Linked DNA regions of Cricetulus griseus: region 1 is linked to region 2. The links are chromatin contacts, called in public Hi-C maps. All regions are on one chromosome and are shown on one strand. Each heading gives the region's core, a stretch centred on a gene start, on an enhancer-like site or on the middle of the called end of the contact. The rest is flanking DNA. Distances are from core to core; before and after follow the strand shown.

The links. A called contact is a pair of places that touch in the nucleus more often than the background predicts.
Region 1: a contact with region 2 is called in a Hi-C map of liver, with 3 times the contacts expected there. The contact joins the promoter of Nuf2 here to the promoter of Ccdc190 in region 2. A contact is called at or near these places in 3 of 8 Hi-C or Micro-C datasets (the CHL-YN cell line, the CHO-K1 cell line and liver).

What each region holds. Positions count from the first base shown.
Region 1 is chr5:23,237,404-23,242,047 of CriGri-PICRH-1.0, forward strand. Nuf2 (kinetochore protein Nuf2) reads left to right here and starts at 1,737. Exons shown (of 14, transcript XM_027417088.2): 1 at 1,737-1,893.
Region 2 is chr5:22,851,216-22,855,387 of CriGri-PICRH-1.0, forward strand. It overlaps Ccdc190 (coiled-coil domain-containing protein 190), which reads right to left and starts at 1,948. Exons shown (of 3, transcript XM_035445666.1): 1 at 1,762-1,948. The coding sequence starts at 1,948.

The DNA of each region.
Region 1 (4,644 bases), core at 487-2,986, 390 kb after region 2:
CAAATGGACAACAACTGATGTTGTGTGGATGGTGGGCTCCCAGATTATGATGCTTGGTATGTTATACCGAATCCTTTCTATTTATAATGTGTTTATCGAGATGCAATTCCAACATTTTCTGAGAGTCACCTCGGTGCTGGAATTTAACTCTTCACCATAGTTAGTATCTCTATGGTGAAAACTGAACCCTAGAAAGGTATTATGAGAATTCCTGCTGTTCCATCTTTTGCCTCAAAAAGACAACTTTGGTCTACAGATAGTAAAGTGAATAGGGCTTGCTTCACAAGCATGAGGCCTGCACTAGTTCCCCAGCACTGAGTCATGGTGGTATGCACTTATAATCCCACCAATGGGGAGGAGGAGGAGGAAGGCATCCCTAGAACTCACTGGTGGCTCAGTTTAGTCTGATGGGTGAGCAACAGGCCAATTAGAGAAGCCATCTCCAAGAAAGTAGGTGTTGTTTCCAAGGATGTCACTCAAGGTTTACTTCTGCCCTACATATGCACATGTACACGTGCCTGCACACAGTCATTAGTGCGCGCTCGCACTAACTTTTGAAGAAAATCAGTTTTATCCTTGTAATTAAGAAATTTGAATAAACTATTAGTTTATTTTATAAACAATTCAAATTCTAACACACTTCTAGCTGTTAAATTTATAGCAAAAACCACACCTCAAATAGCTTTGATTACACATTCATCTCAACTTTTCTTCAGAGAAAGACCATATAGTCTCTATACTCTTGGTCTTCATGTAATTCACTTGTTTGGACGCTCAACGTTTTAGTTTTGGTTTTTGTTTTTGTTTTTTAGCACTTACTAGTTGTGATTTAAAAAAAAAACTACAAACCATTTACAAATAAATCAAAATATAGATAATACTTATTGGGGATTCACAATTTTGCCAGTCACTTTATTTAGCACACTATATGAACTAATTCCCCGAATCTTAATGATACTGTATGGAGCAGACAGGACTATTTACCTTAATCTGTAGAAAGCACTTGTGGTGCCTGGCTCCAGGGGAGGGATTTTAGGAGACAGGAAGAGACTAAGATTCAGAGATTTAGTTTTACTCCAGATCATTCCAAATTACTTCTCTCAGAGCAGCATTCTTGAATGTGAGAGAGGCCCTGATCAAATGAACTATTAGGTACCTCCCATCTCTCCAAGTCTTGCTTACAGGGGACTTAGGTCCTCTTTACCCAGATTCTGGCTAGACTACTTTTGAAATGCTACGGGCGGCTTTGGGTCACTCGCGCAATCTCTTTAACGCAGGGCATTCTTTCTAAGGCAAATTAACAATGTCTAGCCATCCGCTCGCGTTCCCGTCCCAAGCGTTCATGAACTTTAAGTGAAATGAAGTGTACAAATATCCACGGCAGAACCTGACCTCATCAATGCTCATCAGACAGCGACACTGTCATTATTACGCCAGGATTCTCTACAATGCTTTTGATTCAGTGGAGAACCCTTTATCCACTGTCACTCTCTGAGCCTAATGGATGGGACCAGCAAACCTTCTGCTCGCTAACTCGGACGCCGGCGACACAGCTCCGGAGAAAGTCACCGACAACCTAGTAAACACCTCCCGGAACTCCGCCCCCTAGCAGCTGCGCTCTCCTGTCCAGTGGATTTGCAGTTCCGAATAGAAGCCGAGGCTCGGAATAATGGTTCCGCCCGCCTGGGGCCAGGCTTGTTGCAATGCACATCAAGCCCCACCCATCGTGGGTCTATTGAGCCCTTCCGGCACCCGTCGCGCCGGAAGAGCACTCTGCGGAAAAGGGCGGGTTCCGCATGAGAAGGCGGCTGATTTGAAAAGTGACAGCGGTTGGTGTTTTTTGGTTGATTGCTTGGCTACTATCTGCTCTTCCCGGAGCTTCTGGGACCGCAGGTGAGTGCGAGCGGGCGCCGGAGGGCGGGGAGGAGGCCTAGGGTTGGGGCGCCTGGGTTCGCTGACTTAAGCTTATGTGTTTTGATTTGAAGCAGGGTCTAAAGAATCCAAGTTGGCCTAGAACCCAGTAAGTACCCGAAGCTAGTCTTGAATTCCTAATCCTATTACTTCCAGCTCCCAAGTGCTAAAATTACAGGTGTGAGCCACAAGGGTGGTGTCAGTGGGATATGTTTCCTTGTGAATGCTTGTCAGTTTTCTACGTATCTCCGTTGTTCCACCATCTCTTTATTACACCCAGAACCACGAATCAAAAGGCGAAAATGTTGTATTTAATTAAAAAATCAGGGACCTGAGCGTATATGGCTCTACTCCTGTACAACACATGACCCTTCTCATGATTTTTTTCTCCTCCTCCTCCTCCTCCTCCTCCTCCTCCTCCTCCTCCTCCTCCTCCTCCTCCTTCTCCTCCTCTTTCTTTTGATTTTCAAGACAGGGTTTCTCTGTGTAACAGTCCTGGCTGCCTTGGAACTAGCTTTGTAGACCAGTCTGGCTTCGAACTCACAGAGATCCTCCTGCCTCTGCCTCTGGAGTGCTAGGATTAAAGGCGTGTGCCACCACTGCCCTGCCCTCATCAAGATTTTGAGGAACTATTTTATTTAATTCTTTAAAATTGGGAATTGCTTGCTTGCTTAATTTTGCATTGCAAAACCACATGTATAAAATTTAACTGTTATGCCAGGACATGCTGTGCTTAGCATTGTAGTGTTACAAATAAAAGAGAAACAGGAGTCATTAGCAAACATGTCAGAGAGTCCTTGTAACTATAAAGTACTTTAGTCTGAGCTAAGAGCTCAAACTAAAGGCCTCTTTCACTGTCTGTAAACGCACACACACACACACACACACACACACACACACACACACACACACACACGTTGGAACTGAAATTGCACTACAAAAGACTGAGAATTTGGATGAGAAGAAGCCATTATACCCACTAATTGCAGGTGTAAGCCTCTTGGTAATTTTAACTTGGGAAACTGATCCTCAGAAATTCCCAAGCAGTTGTAATGAGACATTGGAAGTTTAGGAGAAGTCTTGAAGGGATTAACTTGGACCAGAAAGAGCACTAGATTATTATAGATTTGAGAAACTAAAGTGAAAAAGATTGAAATCTGTGTGGTAGGCAAGCCAACTGTACATTTGTAAGGATTTGATGTTTTATAAGGATTAACCACACAGCAGTGAAACATTGGCAGAGGGTAGTGTGAGATTAAGAGTCATGAAGATATTTTATACCTACTCTGTTGGTAAAATCTCTAATCTAGGTGCAGCTTGCTTTAGCAAGTATCCTCTTTGTAATGTTTTTATGAGCAGTTTCAAAAGCTGAGACTTAGATGAAAAATATTGAATGCTTATTTACCTTTTCTTCCCTCTGAAAGCTTCATCATTTTAATCTACGAAATAACTGACTTCAGAATATTGAAAGAAAAAGCCCAGAATCTGGTATATGCCTAAATGCAAAGAAGGTCTAGACTGGCTGATCATAAAGACATTAGTCAGAGGGTAAAGGCTTAGGCTTCTCTGTAGGGAAAGGAAGTGACTGAGGGTTTGGAATTGTGGCCAGAGGAGATACACAGCAAATGAAAGCTATCTTGTTCTGCTGATGAAGTCTCTCATGTCATTGTCACCTGTAGTGATCTGTACCTGGGCAGGAATCAGAAATACACTCTTTTCTTGTGCAGAGATCTTTTCCTCTGCAGGGAGGGAACTGTCCTGTGGAGAACCCTCTATAAACATCTTTTTACAGAACGACCTGGCTGAACCTTTCTGAGTCTGTAGAGGTCTGTAGTTTCTTGAAATACACCAAACAACCATACTCCGGGTAAGATAGTTTCCTTTCCCATACACTTGTCATTTATACTGAGATAGATGGCTAATGTGTGAAGGGTCCAACCCAGATTTGAGATGATCCTGTCTCTGAAACAAAAGTTTGTACTTATGAAATTCAGTAGTAGAAAATGTCTTAAAAGTTCAAATAATGATGTAAGAAGTGTGTGTGGGGTCTCAGACACCCAGGCTAATGTAAGTGGGCCATGTTGAAGCTCTTAGAGTTTCTTTCACTGGGTCGTAAATGTATTTTATTTTACACAAATGGTACTACAGTTACCCACAATAAGTAGAGGTATTTCCTTGCTGAATTAATCCTCTGCCCTAGACGGACTAGGTCTGGGATGTTGAGTTCATTTGTTATGTTTTACGAAGATACTATCTGGGGAAATAGCTCGATTAGGAAAGGCAGGACCTGAGTTAACCCTAGAAGCTACATTTTTTTCTTTCTTTCTTTCTTTCTTTCTTTCTTTCTTTTTTTTTTTTTAAGTTTTGGCCATGGTCAGATGGTTCTCAGCATTGTAGAAGTGGAGACAGGCAGATGTCTGGTGGTCAGTCAGCCTAGCCTACTTGGTAACTTCTAGGCCTGTGAGACCATATCTTTAAATATATATATATATATATATATATATATATATATATATATCCATATCTAAATAAGTAAGTAAAGGTGGGTGGCACCTGAGAAACAAGATTAGAGACTGCCTCTGATCCCCATAGCCTGCACACACACACAGACTAACACAAGGGAAGATATTGACAAAATAATATTTGGAGGATAATTTAATAGGACAGTTTGATAGTGTGAAATATACATTTTGTCATTGCCCAAAGTTCTTGGTGTACAGACCCCAAAATCCT
Region 2 (4,172 bases), core at 698-3,197:
TGTAAACAAGCATCTCAAAGTGAAGAGACCTTATTTGTCCAAATGTCCATCCCAGTATCTGAGTAGCCTGACCTGTAGTCAGGTAGGAGGCACGGATTTGCAATCTTGGAATTCAGGAGATTGGAGCAGGAAGAGCTTGAGATTGAGGGCAGCTTGGGCTATGTAGTAAGACTGTATCTCAAAACAAAATGTAAATAAAGCAATGATAACAACAACGTCAACACCTCCGAAAAGCCAAAACAGTCAACCAGCCAGCCAAACCACCATCCAATCAATCAAACAAAAGCACGTGACCCATAATAACTCATCTTAGCATCAGTGAAAAGAATGCTGAATTTTGAGCCTAATTTTTTGTACTGATCATACTACTCTCTAAGAGGAGGGCTGACAATATGTATGGGAAGCAATCCACTAATGGGCAAACAGTTGCATCTCAGTGGTAACGGTTCCATTAAATAAATCACTGGAAACTGTAGCCGAATACAGCACCTAGAGAGCACCAAGAGGATATACAATGGTTCCTTCTCCTTTCTGTGACTTGACTGTTCCATGTGAGATGCAGAACCTGGAGACCTTGGCCTCCGAAGTTGTCTGTCTCTTGGTCCTGACCCTTTCCACACACCTGTGACTGAGACAGCTCTCTGTGCAGCAGGGGTAGCTGCAGTGCTGGGCCGAGCAGGCCTTTACGGATCTCCCCCCACCCCCAGCATGGACACCTACTCTCAGCTGTCCTGTCTGAGAATTAACCTGAGAACCCACCAACTGGTTTCTAAAATGCCTTTCCAGCATCATTCTTACTCCAAGTTGGCTTAACCGCTCACTGTACACAGCAGAGTTCAAAACAGAGTTTAGTTCAGACCATTTCGTAATTAAAAATAGTTGAAAATTAGAAAGAATGGCCAGGTCAGTGTTTCAACTCAGGGATGTCCTGAGAAGCTGAGTTTACTGACTCCATATGACTTTGAAGGAATGTTGAAACCTAATTATTTAACAAATACAACAAGAACAAGAACAAACAAACAGAACAAGGAGCCCTGGTTTCTATGATCCTCACAGCTGAACCCATTTCCAACAAGACAGCAGGGGAGGTTTCATTCTGAAAGGCCCTTGCAAGCTGACCTGAGTAATTAAAGTTGTCACATCTAAGAAAGGCTTTGTGCTTAAGTTCGAGCCAAATTCTCACTGAAAGCTTGGATAATTTCACAAGATGCGCATTGTCAATTGTATATCCTTGTCAGAGGTCAAAATCCCAGAGAAAGCTTTTCTGATTTTCTTTCTAACTTTCCTTTCATAAAATGGGTGAGGAAAGTGGCTTATACCTTAGCAGTTCAATAACTGGCCGCTAGATCTCGAAGAGAAAGGCAGCCACGATAAAGGAGTCAAACCAAATCAGCTCTGACAGTGGGAAGAGAGGGCAGTGTGAAGAATCAAACAAGGCTGGGGTGGGGGAGGGGAGAGCAAATTGGAAACAAGGCAGTGATGGAAGCCTGGAGGATGTCAGCTCAAGAAGATGGAGGACCAGGTAGCAGGAGGAGCTATGGGGTTTGGAGGACCAGGTGGGTCAGGCCTGCTTAAGTCCAGAGGGAGACAGAGGCGCTTGTGCTGGTTATCCCTGGTGCGAGGCAAACACATCACTTCCCCTGGTCAGGTCTAGGCTGTGTGTGTCCCTGTCCATGTCATGTGGTAGATTGTTCCTTACTACGGGAAGCTGGGGCAGTGTCCTTAGGACCTAAGCGGTGACCTGTTAGGACATGGCCTCACCTTGCTGCAGCCGCTGTAGTTCTTTCTGAAGCTGTCTCTGCTCCCTGGCCAGCGATTTCACATGATAGAGGCAGATGACCTCCAGCCTTTGCAGCCTCAGGCTGAGTCGAGCTTCGGCTTGCCTGGCATTCTTTCTTTCCAAGTCGAACTGCTTACACAGTGGTCCCCTCACCACGCGTCTGTCCATCCTCTTCATGGGTTGGAAACAGTGAAGGAAGTGTCTTCCATGTACCACAACCTAAAAGAGCCAGGCCAAGATGCTGGCCTCTAGTGATTGGTCACCAGTTAGCATGAAAACGAATTTTATTAAACTCCAAACGAAGATAAAGTCACAACATCCAAACCCACACTGCTACCCCCTTAACTCCTGTAATACTCCCATGAAGGGACATACCTTTTCGCTCCTTTGAGTCTCTCCCCTCAGAGCTACAGTACAGAATGTGTGCAGGACAGCAATCAGTTGCTTCCACCAAGGCTTCGGTGGAAGAACCAATGTTAAAGAAGGGGATGTGGTCTGACAGAGGGCTGATCTCCAAAATATACAAGAACTCAAGAAGCTAGTCTCCAAAACACCAAACAATCCAACTAAAAAGTGCGGTTCAGAACTAAATAGACAATTCTCAATAGAGGAATCTAAAATGGCTGAAAGACACATAAGAAAGTGTTCAACATCCTTAGCCATCAGGGAAATGCAAATCAAAATAACTCTGAGATACCATCTTACTCCTGTCAGAATGGTCAAAATCAAAAACACCAATGACACTTTATGCTGGAGAGGATGTGGAGAAAGGGGAACACTTCTCCCCTGCTGGTGGGAGTGCCAACTTGTACAGCCACTTTGGAAATCAGTATGGGGACTTCTTAAGAAAATGGGAATCAGTCTACCTCAAGATCCAGCAATTCACCTTAGGCATATACCCAAAAGAAGCACATTCATACAACAAGGACATATGTTCAACTATGTTCATAGCAGCACTATTTGTAATAGACAGAAACTGGAATCAGCCTAGATGCCCCTCTACCAAAGAATGGATAGAGAAAATGTGGTACATTTATACGATGGAGTACTACTCAGTGGAAAACAAAACAATGGAATCTTGAAATTTGCAGGAAAATGGATGGAACTACAAGAAACCATTCTGAGCGAGGTAACCCAATTACAAATAGACAAACATGGTATGTACTCACTCATTTGTGGATTTTAGACATAGAGTAAAGGATTACCAGCCTACAATCCACACTGCCAGAGAAACTAGTGAACAAGGAGGACCCTAAAAGAGACAAACATTGTCCCCTAGAGAAGGGGAAAGGGTCATGATCCCCTGAGCAAATTGTGAGCATGGGAAGAGGGGGAGGGAGCTATGAGAATGAGAAGGGAGAAGAGGAAGGATGCAGAGGACATGAGGGAGCAGAAAGGTTGAGTCAGGTGAAGAACAGAAGAAAGGCTATGTGATAGGTAGGGTTTTATTTGGGGGCGGTGGTAGGGGAGGATGGGAGGGAGAAGGGAACTGGGATTGTCACGTAAAACAATCTTGTTTCTAATTCAAATAAAAAATGATAAAAAAAGGGGATGTGGTCAGAAGCAAAGCAGCTCAATTTAAGAGACTATTTTAAGTCAGCTTGATTTAGACTCTAGAGTAGAGACTAAAACATCACCAAAGAACAATGTAGGCAGCGCTTACCTGCAAATCTAGGTTCTCACGATGAAACGCTTTTCTTGGACTGCAGTAGGCTAAGTCTTCTTTACTGAACTCTTTTCTTCTTTAAATGTCTGAGCCATGCAGAGAGGAGGAGGGACCTTGAAGAGGGCTGCTGGTAGAATGTTGACTACACTTGAGACCTTTCTGCTTTCTTCCTGTCTCCCCTGGTCAGGAATGCTGCCTCCTCGAGCCATGGGTACCAGTCCCTCTTGAAGAGGGCACATCTCTAACATGTTTGGAGAATGAAGGAAGCTTGCCAACTTCCAGCCCTCCCCAGAGAGGCCTGCAGTGCCCCTCGTGGTGTCCATGGAAGCCAAGAACGAAAGCAAAGAGTCCCTCACTGTTTGTCACAGTTCTCTTCTCTTCCACCTCTCCCCTCCCCTATCCTGTCCCCCCCCCCATTCTTCCCATCTCCCACCCTCTTTCCTGCTTCTTGGAAACCAAAAGAAAGCAACCCAGTCTTCCCACTCACGACTCACATTTTGCTCAGAATGGGCTTTTAATTCGCTTATTCTACATTATTGCACTCCATGCCAACGAGTGTTTCCAGGCTTCTATCTTGCTTTAGTGCATTTCAAAGTTTATTTAGATTTTCAAATATTGGACATAGCATTAGACAAAGTGATTTTTTTAAAAACAACTTTTGTCTTCATGTTTGGATACCTGCAGCTGAGTGAGTTGAGCTACTGGTTATAGAAGAAGATGCTGGGC